Regions from separate parts of the Mus musculus genome. Here region 2 is linked to region 1. Evidence: chromatin contacts called from public HiChIP or PLAC-seq data. All regions are on one chromosome and are shown on one strand. The core of a region is the stretch at or near the end of the contact, and the rest is flanking DNA. Distances in the headings are between cores, read along the strand shown.

The links. HiChIP or PLAC-seq counts read pairs in DNA pulled down with a chosen protein or histone mark.
Region 2: an H3K27ac HiChIP or PLAC-seq map of embryonic fibroblasts shows a contact between it and region 1, with 25 read pairs. The contact joins two enhancer-like sites. A contact is called at or near these places in 7 of 484 Hi-C or Micro-C datasets (the C2C12 cell line, DN2 thymocytes, adipose-derived mesenchymal stem cells and 4 more), 8 of 115 datasets of contacts at active chromatin or transcription factors (the 3134 cell line, the HPC-7 cell line, cardiomyocytes and 3 more) and 1 of 9 other capture datasets (embryonic stem cells).

What each region holds. Positions count from the first base shown.
Region 1 is chr8:124,191,862-124,195,381 of GRCm38.p6, reverse strand. No RefSeq gene overlaps it. Among named protein-coding and RNA genes, the nearest start is that of Gm42054, 2.9 kb to the left of the region's middle. Within about 2 kb of position 2,206, at least 71 of the 459 cell types and tissues checked have an H3K27ac peak or open chromatin away from gene starts, as enhancers often do. A contact at or near this core is called in the C2C12 cell line, brown adipocytes, embryonic fibroblasts and 1 more, where this site is marked.
Region 2 is chr8:124,276,391-124,279,735 of GRCm38.p6, reverse strand. All of the region lies in intron 1 of Galnt2 (polypeptide N-acetylgalactosaminyltransferase 2), which reads right to left. Among named protein-coding and RNA genes, the nearest start is that of Galnt2, 47 kb to the right of the region's middle. Within about 2 kb of position 1,520, at least 117 of the 459 cell types and tissues checked have an H3K27ac peak or open chromatin away from gene starts, as enhancers often do. A contact at or near this core is called in the C2C12 cell line, brown adipocytes, embryonic fibroblasts and 1 more, where this site is marked.

The sequences.
Region 1 (3,520 bases), core at 957-3,456:
GACCAAACCCCACTGGCCTGCAGGGTTTTGTTATGAATGTTCCAACAGAAGACATAGAGGATGTTTGTAGTGATCACTAGCCTAGAGCCTGGTCTGGCTATGTTGACTCTAAAATTCAACTCTCTTAGATCAGACATTTGCTAAGTCTGGAATTCTGAATAAGTCAGTTCAGAGCATCAGGTGCCTAGACTGGGTCGTGGGCATAAAACTCACAGCACCTGCCATTTATGGCACTCAGGGACACCGAGTACCAAAGGCCACAGCAGCAGTAATCAGGGTTTGACAAGAAAAGCAACCTGGTTCTAAAATGAGCAAGTCAGTGCCAGGCAAGACTGCGTTCTTACCATAAACTGTACCTCCCTAGACAAACCAAAGTGAATATTGTGAAACGCAGAAGTAAAGGCTGTGTCACTTACAGGTATGATCCCCAGTGAGAGCTGGAGTCACTCTTGGTGGACAAGCCTCCTCAGAGCAGGAGTCTGAGCCCAGAGGGCTGCCCACTGGTCTCGACAGTCGGCATTGCATATGGCACCCCCTGGACACAGGCTCCTGTCGCCTTCTATCTAATCCACAACCCAGAGCTTCCAAAGACAACAGCAGCGGAAACCCTGGATAAACAGCAGTGATTTACTAATGCTGGGCAAACATTGGGAAGGGGACCAAAAATAGCGTTGGCCATTGCTCATCCTTCAAGAGGAAGCAGCTTCTCAAATGGCTCCTCTGGCGTTGAGTGTTGGAAGCCGAGTTAACTCTTCCAAACCATCTCTCCGAGGGCTCTAGGGGCACCCGGCAGCAGAGGTGGGCATGAGCCATGTGTTCCCTGAGCTGGGGCAGGAGATTTCGGTCTGAAACAGGCTGGGTTATGAATCTTATATAGAGTTCCCGTGACGCTAGGGCTAGCCTTTGGTCAGTGCACGAAGGCAGGGCTAGCCCTCAGTATTGCAGCTCCGTTTATATTGGTCACTTTTCTTGTCGCTATGATCAAACCCCTGAGGAAGGTAACTTGAGGAAGGGAGGTTATATCCGGACTCCCAGTTTGAGAGGACACAGTCAATCATGGGGGTGAAGGTATGGTGGAGGGCTTGAGGCAGTTGGCCCCATTGCATCTACGATCAAGAAGCAGAAAATGATTGCTGATGCTCACCCTTACAGACATGCCCACAGGTAGTTACCATGGTGATCCTAAACCTTCGTAGAGTCGGCAATGAATATTAACCACCACACTGCCTGTTAGCTGGGAATCAGCAAAGCCCAGCTTCTCTCTGGGCTCTGCCAGGCAGGACCAGCAGCCAGATGTGGAAGCTGAGCCTCTGCTTGCTTGCCTGGGATACAGGCTTCCCTGGGATCTGTGTATCCGCTGACTACATCCTGGCAGGTAATGGGTGAACTGGCACATTTATAAAGCCTCAAGATGCTGAGCATGGCGGCTCGGGTCTGAAATCCTAGCGCTCTAGAAGCTGATGCAGGAGGCTTATGAGTTTGAAATCAGCCTGTCCTTAAAAGGGGGAAAGAAGCTAGGCTGTGGTGGCACACACCTTTAATCCCAGCACTTGGGAGGCAAAGGTAGGTGGATCTCTGAGTTCGAGGCCAGCCTGGTCTACAGAATGAGGTCCAGGACAGCCAGGGCTACACAGAGGAAACCTGTTTATAACTGTAATGTCCCTTTACACTCATGTTGCTCTCACATCACTCCCAATAAATAATTCACCACAGGTCTGAAGAGTATATGTAGTCAAAAGATGGGGTGCAAGGAAGCAGACACTCTACAGAGAGGACCACAGCATTCGCTTCTGCAAGGATCGTGACAGGGTCTGTGTGGGCAGACCGCCACCAGGATCCCACTGTCCATGGCTTCTCTCATTTTTGGCAATGACATTTCAGACACTGCGTGGAAGGCAGATATTTCTGGGGGAGGCTTGATCATGGCACTTGACCTTTGGGAGAAATGTAAGAAATCAGGAGCTAGAACGAGGAGGAGAAATTCTTCAAGCTCGATCCCCCCCCCCCCTGCCTGCTAGAGAATAACACAAGGGCTCGGTGTCGGCTTCAAGCGCAGAGATTTAGTACAAATTCACTATTTCCTTCCTCGGCTTCCGGTTCGGTTAGTCATGGGGAGGTCTGAGTTTTCCTTTCCCAGAACCCTGGCCCAGAGCTTGCCTTGGCATTTCATCACAACTCCCTCTGAAAAGCCTCTTGTGTTTCTGTGAGGGTGAGCGCTGGAAAATGGCTCCTGCCCAAAGTGACTCAGGGCTCCTGGGACAACTGGCGAGGATTGGTCCTGACATATTTCCCAGCTGCAGATGAGAGAGCAGGGTCAAGGCCTAGTAGAGGCAGCTCCAGCTCTCACACCTGAGGCTGGATGTGGGAGGTCAGAGGTCGCAGGTCGCAAGGAAAGAAAGCTCAGAACCACCCCTGGCTCCCAGCGGCTGTCTGTCACTCAGCCGCTCAGGCTCCAAGGGTACATGGACGAGCAACAGGACTTAGACATGCTGCCTCTATGGGATGGCTGCTTCCTTCCATGGATGCGACTACAGAAGAACCACTAGAGCGAGGAGACCATGTCTGGCCGGGCCCAGCTCCCCACAGCTTCACTCCTGAGGACCTAGGGAGACTTGGACCCTACACTACTTCTTTCTTAACCCTGCTCTGAGGACTTGTGGGGCAACGAGAACTGGCTCCATCTTTCACATGGACCAGTACCATCTATATCCCATCTATGTAGTATTTGGGGTTCCTGCTGTTCCTGTTTTTTGAGATAGTCTTATGTAGTCCAGGCTGGCCTCGAACTCACTATGAAGCTAAAGATGACCTTGAACGGCTGGTCTTCCTGCCTCCACCCCCTCAGTGCTTGGTTAACGAGCATGGACCCCCACTTCTGGTTCATCCATTTATTCTTGAACAGCTTGTCATAGAAACACCATGCTGGGCCCTGTGCCAGGTCCCACTCTAAAAACCATTTGTATATCACTCCATTTTACTCTCTGAGAAGCCTGAGAGAGGGTTGTCATAAGGCCAGCATTGCTCTCCCATCTGCCGGATGAGGGAGAGAGAGTCTAAGGCTCAAAGGGATCCCCTTCTTAAGGGTGTGACTAGGACAGGACCAGGGTAGCCAGACCCACACCTGGGCCTCTGTGTGCCACGTCACTGTGGTCTTCCTGTACAGATACTATAGGCAATGGCAGCTTGCGTCTCTTCCTGAGAGTCTGTGTGCATTTGCTCTGGTCTGGTTGTCTGGGGCTTCATGTACTGTCATCTAACCCCCACCCCCCACCCCTCCAGTGAGGTTCTAAGAGGTAGAGATTCCATCTGGGAGCTGATCAGAACAAAAGGCTTCCTGGTTGGGGAACACTACTGAATCCAAGTGGCTCAGAAGAGGGAGCAAGACCCAGACATACACCTGAGTGCTTCCTGTCTCCTACCCTGTGACACTTTACACTGTCTTGGGGACTCTGCTGGCAAAAGCCACCTCCACATTCATCGCTTCAACCCTGACCCCTGGAAGCACGCACAAAGTGGACAT
Region 2 (3,345 bases), core at 271-2,770, 85 kb before region 1:
CCCTCCAGATGTAATATTAGGTACCCACATCTCTTAAGACAAATCAGCTCTTTCCAGTCTCCTGGGGTGACCTAGTTCCTGCTCACTCCAGCTTCTGGAAACCACCAATCCCCAGGAGGCAGAAGCAGAAACCTCTCCGTCTTATTCTGAGCCGTTTCTGTCCAGCCTGTGGTTCCTGCCCCAGGTGCATGAGTATTTCAAGAAAGTTAGAACAGTCTGGTGACATGACCAGAGACAGCAGAGCCTCCCATGGATCTTATTTTTCTCCCTTCAGCACTATCTTCTGGTAGAGAGTCCCTGGAATACAGATGGGCACTGAACTAGGCAGCATAAGGGCACACAATGCTCTAAATTCACCTCAAAATTCAATGACTTACCACTGGGTAAACATGGGTTTAATTATTAAGGGACAGGGCTAGAAGGCTGAAAAAGAAGAGAGGCTGTGTAACCCCAACCACAGAGTGCAGAGAGGAGGAAGAAGAACTGTGTCGCGTGTGCAGAAAAGCCCTAACCTGGGAACTGGCCACGGTAGGACACACCCGGGGGCACTGCCCTTAACTTCAAAGTCTGATTCCAAATCTCTACAGAACAGGAGTATCTTCAAATGGGAAACCACAGTCACTATGTTCCCATTATCTCCGAAAGGGCAGAGCCCAGTCAAAGCTACCTGGACACTCTGTGCAGAGGTGACAGCTGTGGACAGCATGTCAGAACCAGGCATTGCCAGAATGAAAATAAACATTTGATCCTTGGTCACATACTGTTTACTGACAGAAATGTCCACATACACTGCTTTCTCAGAACTGCCTACAAATGTGAACAAAGGACCCACCAGACCACCCTGCTCCCTGCCCTCCACACTGCCCACAGTCCTCCATGAGGCCCCACTGTTAGGAGGCCAACACCCGAAGACAGTAGGTCTGGAGGAATGGCCTCCTGGGTGGATTAGTCGTGTGGTCTCTAAGGGATCTAGTCTAATTTGTCTTCTGGGTACCTTCCAACACTGTACACAGCTATGATGAGCCTGTGAATCATAGTCACAGGCCTCCAGAGCTTAAACTCATGCTGACTAGATATTTCCAAAATGACTCAAAACAAGCCAGTTCTCAGAAACCTCCATCTCAGCTCTCCACTCGAGACCTGTGTTCTTTCCCAGCTTTGCTGTGAGGCTGAGAAAGGCAGGCCCTCTTTCAACCGGCTTCCACACCATAGGTCATGGAGGTGAATGGGTGCATCTCCTCCAGGCCTGGTGCAGCAGGCCATGGACTCTGCAGCCACCGCTGTGGCGGAGGTGAAGGTTTGGAAGCCTGTGTCACCCTGCGCTGATTCAGCCCAGGTCCTGGCCTCATCCTGGCTTGTGGGGCACAGAGGTTGGACAGCGACTCACAAGGTGGTTATCTTGTCTGAGAGGAGCATGGAGGGAAAGCAGCAGGCTTTTCGCGGCCACCAGCACACTTCAGACACAGCAACGGAACCGGGTACTTTCACCCAGTGTCCTCATCTCAGTGCTAGGATGACGGACAGGACACTGCCTGGGAAATTGCCGGATGGCAGGGTCTCCCGGGACAGTAGCCCCGGCAGGACAGCAAACACTGGGCTCTGCTCCCAAACACGGTGTTGCAAGCAGGGACAAGGAAGGAGGAAGCCAAGGGATGAGCGGGAACACGTTCTCGTGACGTCACCACTAAAGAAAAGCCACGGGGGGAAAAGGTGAAAAGGATTCGTGAGGGATCAGAACGGGCTGTGATTTAAAACTAACAATGTCAGGAGGAAATCTCTACTTTCTTCCGGAATTTAGGGGAACGGACATCTTTTGTTCACGAAAGACAATAAAAGCTGAACCACACACAGCCTTGTTCCTAAGCCAAACCAGGTTTCCCTCCTCTTTCCTTGTCAGTGTGGGCTGAGTTATAATATAGTTCTAACCCATGCTGAGGGCCTGTGACAAGACGGAAGAGTCTGCTCAGATCGGTCCTGATGCTGCATCGAGAAAAGGAAGAATCCAAGCGGCACAGTTCACTTCCACTTCAGAAGACCAGACTCTCCTGTGGCCACCAGCACAGAAGCCCCTCTAAGTACCCTTGAAAGTACAGGGACACAGGTCAGCAAGGCTGTGGCCCCAGGGACAGGGGGCACAGTTGGGCAATAGGCCCTGTACCAATGGGGCATCTGCTGACAATCCTAACTGAGACGTAGCCTTTGCAGACTTCCTGAGAGCAGAAGAAGTCCTGCCTATGTCAGGCCTAGTACAGCAAGACAATCAGGAGTCGTCCAGTGCCCACTTGTCTCCAAAAAGCTCTGCCCAACACCCCAGCAAAGCCCGGAGACTTCAAGGGAAAGGGGGATTTGAAACAAACCGGGTAGGGAAGGATCTGCCTTTAGTTTGAAGAAAGTTTCCTTCCTAACAAAGGACCCCAACCTTGCTTGATGGCTGACAACACACCACTCTTCTTATTTAGGCCTAAGACCTCAGCATTATCAAGACCCAGCCCTGCCAAACCCCAAATGGAGACACAGGTAGTGACAGCCATGCTAGGACCCGCTGGAGGGAATACAGACCCAGTTCCACGAGCTTTCCCAGGACCCTATGTCCTCTGGGGCAGTGCGAACTGCTTGGGAGTAGGGTTAGCCACAGAGCATCCTCTGATCAATGGAGCCCTTATCTCTCTCTACCTTCCTGACTAGAGATTCAGCCACCAACGCCCATCCTCCTCCTATTTGGTCCCTGAGTCTCCCGACCTGGTCTGCCATTTTGCTCTGTCCCACGAACTCTTGAGGTGTTTTGGCCGGGGTCCACCAAACTCTGAACACACAACAGGATCCTCTGCTGACACCTCCGTATCTACTTGAGTATGAATTCCACAGTCAGCCATAGTCCCTGGGGACACAGCAGAAGAGAAGCTCCCACCTGCCTGCCCGACTCTGCACAGGACTTCCCTGTTCAAATAGGCATGCAATTCATATGGCTGCCTTTCCAGTGGAAGCCAAATGGCTGTGTCAACCTTGGTCTCCTGAGGCACCTCCCCTCACGGTAGGGTTAAATGGCAAGCTTCTAGATCCTTGGCAGCCAAGTGTGAGCCCAGTGTATCCCTAGCTTAAATTATGGGATGCTGATCCCAGGGAAGACAGGAGCAGCCCTGTGATCCAACAATGATATACACCGCACGGCACACAGAGCGTGGGCTAGAAATTAAGGTGCCTTTGCCGGCATGTGAACCACCGGGCCAGTGCAATGAGATTTATTATAGGGTTGAGGGTGGGGGTACTCAGGTGTCTCCAGACAGTTAAGAGGTCTCCAAGTATCCTCAGGCTGCTGTGGCAGCTTGGACAAGAATGGCTCCATAG